Regions from separate parts of the Danio rerio genome. Here region 2 is linked to region 1. The links are chromatin contacts, called in public HiCAR-type maps. All regions are on one chromosome and are shown on one strand. Each heading gives the region's core, a stretch centred on a gene start, on an enhancer-like site or on the middle of the called end of the contact. The rest is flanking DNA. Distances are from core to core; before and after follow the strand shown.

Region 1 (6,793 bases), core at 2,020-4,519:
AGTCTCCCATTCATTCGAAGGTAAACCGGAACTAAAAATACACTGCGTTGTCGATAGGGGGAAGTGAAGTGACGTCATTGTGAAAAGGGTCTATTGTTGGACACTTCATATGGTGCTATTTATTTTGTAATGAATAATATATTTTTGTTCTCCATGACATGTCGTACTTGTTGGACATTTTCAATAAATAGGAGTGTCACACCAAAAGAACAACAAAAATGTGAAAAATACCAAGGTTAAAACTAAACAGGTGCATGTCATGGGTTTCATGTACAAGATCTTGAATAGGGGTCCTTCAACTAATTATATTTTTTAGTGGGATTCCCCAATTTAAAATAAGCATATATCACGTCACGCCAGAGGACATGGTTTTTAGTGACAATATAATCAGTTCCTATCTTTTTGGAAATACATGGATTAAAAAAATAATGATTGTGATTTACTAAAATAGCCACTTGTAAAATTCAGGCCGGGGGCATTTATCAATGGTTTTACAATTTTACTTTTAATTTTACGATTGTATTATTATTATTTATTAGAAAATAAATATGAATATACCTATATTATAATAAAATATTTATTATTAATTTAATATTATTTAATTATTTATATTTATAATTGATATAATTTTTTATTTTTATTTATATAAATTAGTATTAACTATTAATATAAACAAATTACATTACTTATATATTATCTAATTATTTAAATGTATTAATATTAATAAAAAATATCTAAACTTACAGTAAAAAAGTAAGTAAATAGTAAAAGTGTACATATATGTAAAATACATTTATAATATTAATATAAATTACTTTGTGATAAATTACTTTGAAGGCAGCATGGTGGCTCAGTGGTTAGCACTGTCGCCTCACAGCAAGAAGGTTGCTGGTTCAAGTCCCGACCGTGTTCATGTAGGTCAGGCATGTCCAAACTCGGTCCTGGAGGGCAGGTGTCCTGCAAAGTTTAGTTCCAACCCCAATCAGACACACCTGGCCTAGCTAATCAAGCTCTTACTAGGCTTTCTAAAAACATCCTTGCAAGTGTGTTGAGGCAAGCTGGAGCTAAAATCTGCAGGACACCGGCCCTCCAGGACTGAACTTAATTGTCCATAGTGTATGAGTGTGTGTGTGAATTAGTGTGTATGGGTGTTTCCCAATACTGGATTGTGGCTGAAAGGGCATCCACTGCATAAAACATATACTGGAATAGTTAGCAGTTCGTTCCACTGTGGCAACCTCTGAAATAGAGACTAAGTCGAAGGAAAATGAATGAATGAATGATAAATTAATCCTGTTTTAAATAGTACCGCCACTCTGTGTTGTGTAGCTAGTTGGATGAGCTGCTGGGCAAGGCCGTTCAGGAGGCGGGTCCTCTGAGAAAGATCCTCAAAGTCATGCCGGAATGGGAAGGCGATGCTGTCAATCACTACTAACCGCACCTGTGATTGGATAAGATATCAGCTATAAACATGTAAACAGCAGTGATGTCCCTGTGCTGACAGAGATTTGTTACCTCAGGGTGCTCAGACAGGAAGTCAGGTAGGAGGTAAACCTCCGCTAACAGCTCTACATAGTCATGGCAACGCACCAAGAAGAGGTTAGAGAGGATCTTCTCCACATTAAGTTCCTCCAGAGCTCCTTTCTGTTCTAAAAGGAGAGTCAAAGACAGATTATTAGGCACATTTGTATATATTTGCGTCATAATTCTAATGAAACGGGAAGGTGACGCTCATCAGTATTGTGACTTATCAGCATTGTTCCCTCCTCAAATCAGACCTGTATCCTCTGCTAGGAGGGTGCAGTGTTGAACGGCTGCCTCTGCCATATCAGCAACCCGCTGCACCAAAAAACTGCCTTCTGTGTCGATATACAGCGCCTTTCCTCCCAGACCTCCAAAACACACAGGAATCTGCACATCCACAGCCAGCTGCATGCTTTACAATGCGGGAATACAACAGCACATGAAACTACAGTAAGCTACATGTTTTCAAGGTCAAATTGAGTTTCAAGGACAATTTACTCAGTTTACTTAACCTAAAGTTTCTTAGAGTTTCTTTATTCTGTTGACCAAAAAATATATATTTTGAAGAAAGCTAAAAACCTGTAGACAATTCATAGTTTTAGTTTTTTTTCTTCCATGAATGTCAGGCTGTGGCTACAGGTTTTTAGCTTTCTTCAAAATATATATTTTTGGTCAACAAAATTAAATAAAATAAATCACAGGTTTGAAAGCACTTTAGAGTGAGATTCACCTTGAAACAAGTAAAGAATGACTAAATTTTCAGTTTTAAGTGAACTATCCCTTTAAGATGCACCAACACAACTCATAATCCATTTCTTTTCATACCAAAGCTGAGTCTTTCCGACCCCAGGGGCCCCACAGATCTCGGTGGTCTTTCCCACAGGCACGCCTCCGCCAATAGCATCATCTAGACCAGAGCAGAAGGTCACTATGCTGCCCAGAGTTTGCTCCTGGTGCAGGAGATCCAGTGCCGTTACGCCGTCTGCTGCTGCCCTCTGCTGTTGAGGCTGAGCATCATCTCTCAACATCTGCAGCAGCTCCACTGCCTCCTCTTGAGAAATACCTGCCTCTGCAAAACAAAGTTTTAGAAGAGTATTATTTGCAAATTCTAAATGGAGAAATCATATTACCAGCCAATCAAAGTAACAGTCAAAGTACAACGTGTTATCAATTAGTGCAAATGTTGTTTTGAAGTCATACATGCGATTTCAGAGCAAATATTCAAAGTTTTCCTCAATGTTTTACTGCTGTAAATATAAATAAGTTGCCTTTGCAGAGCTGAAGAGGCCTCATGTCTGTCAGGTCTGAAGCCGCTTGGAAACCCGCATTGATGAGCTTCACCTTCACCGACGGCGCCAGAGGGAGACTCGGTACAGTCCTGTGCATTTCCAAAACTAGTGTCCACAAAGACAAAAAACAGCCTCAAATGCAGATTAAGACCCCAGACTGTCGGTTAGTACTGATGACAGACAGTTTTAGCCAAACTAAAAGTTTTAGCCGCCTTTGGATGAATTCTTTCAAAGCTTCTGTCAGCAAGGTAACGTTAACGTAAATACAAGTTTTTACTTTTAAACGCGTACAATATAATCTTTAATGAATTGCTATACCGTGGAATATTTATGTCAAATAAAAACAAGCATAAATCATTCACTTTAAACTGATATTTCGCCATAAATATATGTCTTCTTTTTGATCATCCCTCCAAAACAAGACACGACGACTCTTGTTAGGGGAAAATGCTCTTCAAAATAAAAGTCTCAGTAAGACGCCATTTATAGTTTAGTGTACGAGGGCTACTGTTGGTTTCAATAGTTGGTTCTAATAATAATGTGACGAATCTATGAAAAGTCCACTGTGCACATGGAAAAGCCTTTTTTTATTTACTTTCTACAATTATACTACTGACAGTGATATTTTACAGGATAAAACCACAAACCACAGTCCACAAACATTATTTATTCTACAAATGTTGGAGCAATATTTTACTATACATTTATTAAATTTAATGCTGACATGTTATAACTTTTTTTGTGTATAGTGTATTGTTAACTTATAAAATATATTTAGAGGTTTAGTTCACAAAAAGAACATTAATTCACCCTCAAATGGTACTAAATTTTCATACATTTATTTTGTTTGACACAAAAGAAAACATTTTGAAGTAAGCTAAAAACTGTAACCACTGACTTCCAATTTAGGTCAAATATTATGAAAAATAAATGGTTTCAGGTTTTCAACATTTTTGTAGTTATCTTCTTTAAAAGAATTAACAATATAACAGTAAGAAATAACAATTGTGTTTAACAGAAGAAAAAAACTCTTAAATGTTCGAAACAAATAAAGGGTTAGTAAATTATGACAAAAGTTTCTTGTTTGGGTGAACTGTCTTTTTATTATATAAAATCTAGTATAAATTAATTTTAGCCAGTTTCCAAGGAAATGGCGCATATTTCCATTTATCAATTCATTTATTTTCTTGTCGGCTTAGTCCCTTTATTAATCTGGGGTCGCCACAGTGGAATGAACCGCCAACTTATCCAGCAACTTTTTACACAGCAGATGCCCTTCCAGTCGCAACCCATTTCTGGGATACATCCACACAGACACACACACTCATACACTACGGACAATTTAGCCTACCCAATTCACCTGTACCGCATGTCTTTGGACTGTGGGGGAAACCAGAGCACCCGGAGGAAACCCACGCGAACGCAGGGAGAACATGCAAACTCCGCACAGAAACGCCAACTGAGCCGAGGCTTGACCCAGCGACCTTCTTGCTGTGAGGTGACAGCACTACCTACTGCGCCACTGCCTCGCCCATATTTCCATTTAGTTAACATAATTTTCAAAAATAACAAAAGCTGTTAATGATTAGAACTAAAAACCTAATACTATATAATACAATATATAGCCATTAGAAAAATGTAAAAATGACACCAAATGTGTCTATAACTTTAAATACACAAAGTAAAATATAAAAATAAAGTCATCAATATTTATTTTTTTCTTTAAAGTTCAAGAACTTTACAGAGGAAATATCATATTTAGATTAACTTGTATCAAAATTAATGCTGCATGGGCAAAAAATAATCATGATTTATCATATGCAAAGTAATAGATTCTGACTTATGTGTGTGTATTATATATGATTGTTATGTATATGTGATACACACCCAAAAACAAAACTAACTAAAACAATTTGTTACATATTTAAATGTATCAATAATTTGTGTGTGTATGTATGTATGTATGTATGTATGTATGTATGTATGTATGTATGTATGTATGTATGTATGTATGTATCTATCTATCTATCTATCTATCTATCTATCTATCTATCTATCTATCTATCTATCTATCTATCTATCTATCTATCTATCTATATATATATATATATGTATATATATATATATATATATATATATATATATATATATATATATATATATATATATATATATATATATATATATATACAGTTGAAGCCAGAAGTTTACATACACTATAAAAAGGCATATGACCATTTAAAAAAAAAAGTCAGATGTTAATGTGAGCAAACTTTTTCACTTTTAGGTAAGTTAGGATTATCAAATTTGTTTCTGTTATGTTTATCAGCAGAATAATAAGAGAGACTTCACAGCATCTCACAGCATAGATGGCATCATGAAGAAAGAACATGTAGAAATACTGAAGCAACATCTCAAGACATCAGCCAGAAAATTAAAACTTGGCCACAACTGGTTCTTCCAAACAGATCATGACCCTACGCATACTGCCAAATTAGTTAAAATGTGCTTTAAAGACAACAGAGTGTATGTTTTGGAGTGGCCATCACAAAGCCCTGACCTCAATCCTATAGAGAATTTGTGGGCAGAGTTGAAAAAGCTTGTGCGAGCAAGACAGCCAACAAATCTGACTCAGTTACACCAATTCTGTCAGGAGGAATGGGCCAAAATGTCTTCAAACTATTGTCAGAAGCTTGTGGAAGGATACCCAAAACAATCGTTATACAGTTTAAAAGCAAAGCTTAAAAAATAAAAAAGGTAATGTATGTAAACTTTTGACTGTCTAGAAATTAATAAAAAAAAATCTCCAAAAAAAAAAAAAATTGTAGATAATCCTAACGGACCTAAAATAGTAAACGTTTAGTATGATTTGTTTGCCTTATTTGATTCGATTCTGTTTGTTTGTAAAATTTACATTTGTCTTTTAATATTTACTTTATATATCATCGTAAATTAAGAACAGAAATCAATTTCCGACAAGAACAAAGCGAATACATCACCAATTTGTAAATTGTCTAAAGAAAACAATTTTTTGAAAGTCCGAAAACCACCATTGTAATTATAAAACGCCATGTCAAATCTAAAATGTCCCATATCTCACCCTGTACAAATCTGACGTATATTTACAAAACAAAAGTCCTCCATCAGAAGAAAAACAATGCGCATCGACATTTCACAAATCAGGTAGACATGTTATATAAACGCTCTCTAGTGGCTTAAATTACATTTAATTTTCACCATAACATTATTTAATCCGTATTTTTATGTTGACCTCATATTCCTCCTGCAAGTTAGTCTGTTGTCGCTGTTTAGAAGCGGTGTTGACAAGCTGAGTGTGTGTTTGATACAGCTGAGCTCAGATCAGCAGAAAGGCCTTTTGTTTTCACAGCTGTTGAAGCGTATTGTTGTCATGAATTGTCGGTCAGAGGTGCTGGAGGTGTCTGTGGAAGGTCGGCAGGTGGATGAAGCCATGCTGGGCCTCCTGCACACGATCCTCCTGCACCGCAGCACGGGCAAATTTCACTACAAAAAGGAGGGCACCTACTCCATTGGCACTGTGGGCACTCAGGACGTGGACTGCGACTTCATAGACTTCACTTTCGTGCGAGTGTCTTCAGACGAGCTGGACAGGGTCATCAGGAAAGCGGTGGCCGAGTTTAAGGTAATAAATTTATCACATTACTTCGGGGATGTCTGGTACCCTTGTAATGCGATCTTAGTTTATAGTTTGCCATATATTTTTATTTACTTTTGCAAAATTTCCCAAATGATGGTTAACAGAGCAAGGAATTTCTCTCAGTATTTCCTATAATATTATTTTTTACTAGATACATTTTTATTTGTTTTATTTTAGCTAGAATAAAAGCAGGTTTTATTATTTTAATCCATTCAAGGTTTAATATTATTAGCCCCCTTTAGCTGTATATATTTTTGATTGTCTACAGAACAAACCATCATCATACAATAACTTGCCTATTTAT
Region 2 (6,793 bases), core at 1,958-4,457, 190 kb before region 1:
TAATTTCAGCAGGATAACACACCATATTATAAAGCATGAATCATCTCAGATTGGTTTCTTGAACATGAGTTCACTGTACTCAAATGGCCTCCACAGTCGCCAGAGCTCAATCCAATAGAGCACTTTTGGGGTGTGGTGGAACGGGAGATTCGCATCATGGATGTGCAGCCAACAAATCTGCAGCAACTGCGTGATGCTATCATGGACCAAAATCTCTGAGGATATTTCCAGTAGCTTGTTGAATCTATGCCACAAAGGATTAAGGCAGTTCTGAAGGCAAAAGGGGGTCCAACCTGGTACTCGTAAGGTGTACCTTATAAAGTGGCCATTGAGTGTAAATTGCTCTGTAACACCAAAATATATCAGGAAAGCACAATGCTGACATCTGATGGTAGACTTAATTTACTCAGTGTATGAAAGTCACCATGTTTTAAACTTACAAACAAAAGAACAGGTTTTGGAGGAAGCGTCTTGGTTGTTTTGTAAATCGCAACTAATGTTTGGAACAATGAAGATTATATTATTTCTGAAAATGAAATCAAGTGCTCGCGAATTGCTCCACAGTGTACGAAAGGTGAGGATATATGGAAAAATGCAGATCTGTCAGTCGGATAACTTCAATATCTTTTTAAAATGAGTAGAATTGAGTCGGATTGGGTATAGCCTGAATGTAACTGTTTAATTTGCACAGATGCTCATCAGGGACTTTGAAAATGGCTCATTTGATGAAGCATCAGATCCATAACAGATTTGCAGCCCCACCAAACCTGAGTCTCGTACGATGGTTCGGCTGCACCTGCAGGCCTCCAGAGGCTCCCAGTATAGAATATAGGTCAATGTTTCTCAGGAGACTTACACACTCCATTGGAGATCTTGATTTACTGTGCATACTCTACATTTGGCTCTACATTATTCAGGTAATGTGTGACTTTGATGTTTGTTAGGCTATTTTAGACGTATGATTGTTGATGTATCAGTGATTATTGATGGAAGTAATCGTGGTTGGTGATAAAAGTGCTGTATTTATGCGCATAACCTTATATTAAATCTTCCAATCCGAAAATGTCAAAGGCATATATATATATATATATATATATATATATATATATATATATATATATATATATATATATATATATATATGGTTTCTTGTATAAAGACCCAATTTATACTCTAAATTACAATTATAATTTAATTAATAATTTAAAAAATGTACTTATTATTAGTCATTTTAATCTCATTGGTATTTGTTTCCTTCAATTAATATATTTTAAGAATATTACTATATTTCAATATTAATATATATGTGAGCTGTATTAATCATACATTTTGTGTACTTTTTTATAATTAACTCAATTATTAGATTTATTTTGATTTGTTCAAATCAAAATGGTGTGTGTTTGTTGATTTAATTAAATGTGATATGTGACATACACTATGGCCAATTTAGCCTATTTAATTCACCTATAGCGCATGTGTTTGGAAACCGGAGCACCTGGAATAAAACCCACACCAACACGGAGAAAACATTCAAACTCCACACAGAAATGCCAACTGACCCAGCCGTGGCTTGAACCAGCGACCTTCTTGCTGTGATGCGACAGTGTTAACCGCTGCGCCGCCCTGTAATGCTTTTCCTTCAAACAATTTCTTGGACCACTGTATGAAAACCCCTCATATTCATTCATTCATTTTACTTCGGCTTAGTTCCTTTATTCATCAGGAGTCGCGACAGTGGTATGAACCGCCAACTTCATCCAGCATATGTTTTTTTACACAGCTGTGCTTTTTTATGCAACTACTAAATTTACTAACCACATAAAAAATAAAATAAATGATTAATTTATAAATGATAATAGTCTATCTTGAACTTAAAAATGGAAAATAAAGTTCCATAAAAAGATAAATGAATATTTTAATAAGCATTCTGAATTTGCCAGATTGATATTGCAACTGTATTAAAGCCACAATTCAATTCAATTGATAAATTATAAATAATATGATGAATTTAAATAAGCATAAATACGTCTTAGACCAGTGGCTCAGTAGGTAGTGCTGTGATGTCGCCTCACAGCAAGAAGGTTGCTGGTTCGAGCCTAGGCTAGGTTACTAGGCGTTTCTGTGTGGCGTTTGCATGTTCTACAGGTGGTACATGTGGTACAGGTGAATTGGGTAGGCTAAATTGTCCGTAGTTTACGAGTGTGAATGAGTGTGTCTGGATGTTTCCCAGAGATGGGTTGCGGCTGGAAGCGCATCTCCTGCGTAAACGTGCTGGATAAGTTGTCGGTCCATTCTGCTGTGGCGACCCCGGATTAATAAAGGGACTAGGCCAAAAAGAAAATGAATGTATGAAATACGCCTTAATTATGAAAATGGAAAAAAATGTTACAACAGTTACACAAAACATTTAGTCGTTTTAATAAAAAATAGATTTTTTATTATTGCAAAAATGCATGACTACACTCACTCAAACTTATTTTTGCTGCTTGTTAAAACTAATTATTTGACAATAGGCTGAATCAACACAATTCTTGAGGTTTTTTGGGACAACTTAATTTTGTTCCATCATTCATTTCTTTTCCTTAGTCCATTTATTTATCGTGGGTCACCACGTTAATTTATTGTGGGTCGCCACAGTGAAATGAACTGCCAACTTACATGTGTTTTATTACACAGCAAATTCCCTTCCAGCTGCAACCCAGTACTGGAAAACACCAATACTCTCTCATTCACACACACACACACACACACACATACACTACGTACAATTTAACTTACCCAATTCACCTGTACCGCATGTTTTTGGACTGTGGCGGAAACCGGAGCACCCGGAGGAAACCCACGCCAACACGTGGAGAACATGCAAACTGACCCAGCCGGGACTCGAACCAGCGACCTTCTTGCTGTAAGGTGACAGTGCTAACAGTGCTTTATTATTATTTATGCATTTATTTAAATGTAATATAAACTACAATGTAAAAATATAGATACTAAAAAAAGCGTTAAAGAAGCGAAATTAAACACTCGTGATTTAAATATTTAATATTGGCGCTTTCATGCAGGCGTGTCAATTCGCAAACTGCACCGCCTACTTTAAACTCACCTTTATGATTGGCTAATGCTTATACTTTCGGCTACCAAACATGCATTCGATTGGTGGATACGGTCTCCCATGGTGACTGACACGGTCTCCCATGGTGACTGGCATTGACATATAGGCGCTATTCGCTGCTTGCTGCTAGTCCATAAACAAGCAGTCCGATGTTGAAACACCCGGTTTAAAAACACTAAACCAGTAGCGTTTGATGCAGACATCTGCAGTGACTGGTTCGAGGGTGACATTAAAAGGTAAATGCGTGTTTATAGATTTGATGATTTTTCTGCTTGGTGAGTTTGGACCAGCTAGCTTGCTAAAATGCTAACCTGCGCTACCTCACCTGCTTGTATGCACCGTTTTTGTTTTATTATAACCGCTTATAATTCATTTCTTTTCCTCTATGCATTTGGTATTAGACGATGAGCTGGCACGAGCAAATTTGTCTTAATAAATATGCTGAAATATGATGCCTTCATGCATGTTTAATCAATAACGGGCTTGTTTTGAGACGAACTGCTCGTTATGTTGCACGTGTGTGTTATTTAAACGTATATAAGTGAATCCATTCATATGAAAGCGTGTATATGGTGATTGTGTGCTTTATAAAGTCATGCAGGCCTCTAGTTGGTGTTGACAGATGTATCCTGCAGCAGTTCATTCAATATATATTTATTTGATCGTGTGATTTGGTCATATAGAGTCATATATATATATATATATATATATATATATATATATATATATATATATATATATATATATATAGTAAAGTTTGTAAAGATTATTACTATATTCTGTCACTAATCACGTCAAAGCCTGCATTATCAAACTTATTGATTACAATCTGCTGTGTTGTATTCTCCATGAATGAAATATGAGTATCTGAATGTTTCTTGCTGTCTGTTTTTACTGCAGTGAAGGCACCAAGATTCTCCCATCAGGTTTATTTAGCTGTTTATTGGTCAACCCTTTCATATGAAAGCGTGTATATGGTGATTGTGTGCTTTATAAAGTCATGCAGGCCTTTAGTTGGTGTTGACAGATGTATCCTGCAGCAGTTCATTTAATATATATTTCTTTGATTGTATGATTCATAGAGTCATATATAGTGAAGCTTATACAGATTAATTCTATATTCTGTCACTAATCATTTTAAACTCTGCATTGTGAAACTTATTGATGGCAATCTGCTGTGTTGTATTCTTCATGAATGAAATATGAGCATCTGAATGTTTTCTGCTGTCTGTTTTTACTGCAGTGAAGGCACCAGGATTCTCCCATCAGGTTTATTTGGCTGTTTGGAAGTAAACCTGGCTGAGATGGATGAGCAGAGTGTTGAGGTGTGTTTACGGTGTTCTGTGTGTGTTTTATATAAACAGACATCAAGGTGCTTTTGGTTTGGAGGATTGTGTTTAACCCAAACATGAAATGTCTACTATTTATTTCTTATTCCATGGAACACAAACGTTGAAATTATGTGGAATATCAAGTTCAGCTTTTGCTTTTGCACTGTGTAAAGAAGATTGTAGACTTAGTGAAAATCTGCTAATTATTGTAAATATGGAGAAACGATTTTAAACAGTTTTTCACCATTTTTAAAATCTACTTTGAAGTATTTTTGTAATTAGAGACAATAAAACAGATTTGTGCTTCAAAACTACCCATTTCCCTTTATTTATATATATATATATATATATATATATATATATATATATATATATATATATATATATATATAATAAAATATATATTTTTTGTTTTTGCAAAAGTCAGCAAATATGTGACATCAATAAATTGTACCAATATAGATGCAAATAAAATGTAGTTCTTTGAATTGGTCTATCATTGATTTTGTGTTTTTCTTAATTTTATCATGGTATTGATAGAGAGGTTTTTTTATATCTACTATCATTTTTTGATTGAATGCTCATTGGCAGTATGTAAATACACATCTGATATCTTCCTCTGCCATTTATGTTTACTTAGTTAAGACATAACAGACTTCCTCAAGCTTCTTCTTAACTACATGCTAAAAAGAAATTATTTTAACATATGAAGGTCAGCAGCATATTCTGACACTTGAATCTTGAAATTGACAAAACGTCATCAATTGTAAACCCAAGCTGTGCCAAGCTGCTCAAAACACCAGATATGAGCCAAGTATAGATTATGAATGAGTGTCACTGACATAGTGCACATATATAAGTATTGTATTGGAATGTTCAGGTAAGTCAGTGGAATAAAGAGAATAAATGCTAGTCCAGTTCAAAAACTTAATTAATTTTTGTTTATGTAAAGCACTTTGAATTACCATTGTGTATGAAATGTGCTATATAAATAACCTAGCTTTGCCTTGCCTTAATGAACAGGGAAACAAGAAGTTAAACACAGTATATGATGTATTTTAATCCAAAAAATACACTTTCTGACTCTGATAACACTAGTTTTATTTTTTTGACTGATCTTTGTTTTCATAGTTTTTGCAGTAGGTGAACTGTTAAATGAGTGAACTTGAGATGAGTATGCAGTGCATCCGGAAAGTATTCATAGCGCTTCACTTTTTCCACATTTTTTAATTTACAGTCTTATTCCAAAATGGATTAAGTAATTTTTTTCCTCAATTCTACACACGATACCCCATTATAACAATGTGAAAAAATATTTTTTGTAATTGTTGCAAATTAAAAAAAAAACAAACTAACAAAAAAAAAAAAAACGGACAAATCACATGTAAATAAGTATTCACAGCTTTTCCCAATACTTTGTTGATGCACCTTTGGCAGCAATTACAGCCTCAAGTCTTTTTGAATATGATGCCACTATTTAGCACACCTGTCTTTGGGAATTTTTGTCCATTCCTCTTTGCAGTTCCTCTCAAGCTCTATCAGTTTGTACGGTGTACAGCCATTTTCAGATCTCTCCAGAGATGTTTTAAAAGGATTTAGGTCTGGGCTCTGGCTGGGCCACTCAAGGACATTCACCGAGTTGTTATAAAGCCACTCCATTGATATTTTGGCTGTGTGCTTTGGGTCATTGTCCTGCTGGAAGATGAACTGTCGCCCCAGTCTAAGGTCGAGAGCTCTCTGAAGTAGGTCACTCAGGTCATTCTGAAGCAGGTTTCATTCAGGATATCTCTGTACATTGCTGAACTCATCTTTTCCTCTATCCTGACTATACTTCCAGTTCCTGCTGCTGAAAAACATCCCCACAGCATGATGCTGCCACCATCATGCTTCAATTGCTGGCGTTCACTGCAAAGTTTAATTTTAGTCTCATCAGACCAGAGAATTTTGTTTCTTATGCTCTGAGAGTCCTTCAGATACCTTTTGGCCTTGTCGCTTCCATCTGGCCACTCTATCATAGAGGCCTGATTGGTGGATTGCTGCACAGATGGTTGTCCTTCTGTAAGGTTCTTCTCTCTCCACAGAAGAACGCTGGAGCTCAGACAGAGTGGCCATCAGGTTATTGATCACCTCCCTGACTAAGACCCTTCTACCCGATCACTCTGCTTCGATGGCCAGCCAGCTATAGGAAGAGTCCTTGTGGTTCAAACATCTTCCACTTACGAATGATGGAGGCCACTGAGCTCATTGGAACTTTCATAGCAGCAGAAATTTTTCGGTAACTTTCCACAGCCTTGTGCCTCGAGACACTCCTGTGTCAGAGGTCTACAGACAATTTTTTTGTCTTCATGCT

What was found. HiCAR-type assays count read pairs that join an accessible place to other places.
Region 2: a HiCAR-type map of caudal fin shows a contact between it and region 1, with 7 times the contacts expected there. The contact joins the promoter of trim37 here to the promoter of rad51c in region 1. A contact is called at or near these places in 7 of 18 Hi-C or Micro-C datasets (caudal fin, embryo, fibroblasts and 2 more) and 2 of 4 datasets of contacts at active chromatin or transcription factors (caudal fin and embryo).

What each region holds. Positions count from the first base shown.
Region 1 is chr10:37,661,643-37,668,435 of GRCz12tu, reverse strand. rad51c (RAD51 paralog C) reads right to left here and starts at 3,269. Exons shown (of 9, transcript NM_001006101.1): 1 at 2,793-3,269; 2 at 2,350-2,593; 3 at 1,779-1,936; 4 at 1,516-1,649; 5 at 1,310-1,441. The coding sequence starts at 2,910. It overlaps atg101 (autophagy related 101), which reads left to right and starts at 5,956. Exons shown (of 3, transcript NM_001423721.1): 1 at 5,956-5,996; 2 at 6,202-6,474. The coding sequence starts at 6,223.
Region 2 is chr10:37,850,934-37,857,726 of GRCz12tu, reverse strand. It overlaps trim37 (tripartite motif containing 37), which reads left to right and starts at 3,207. Exons shown (of 25, transcript XM_009305495.5): 1 at 3,207-3,348; 2 at 4,356-4,437. The coding sequence starts at 4,417.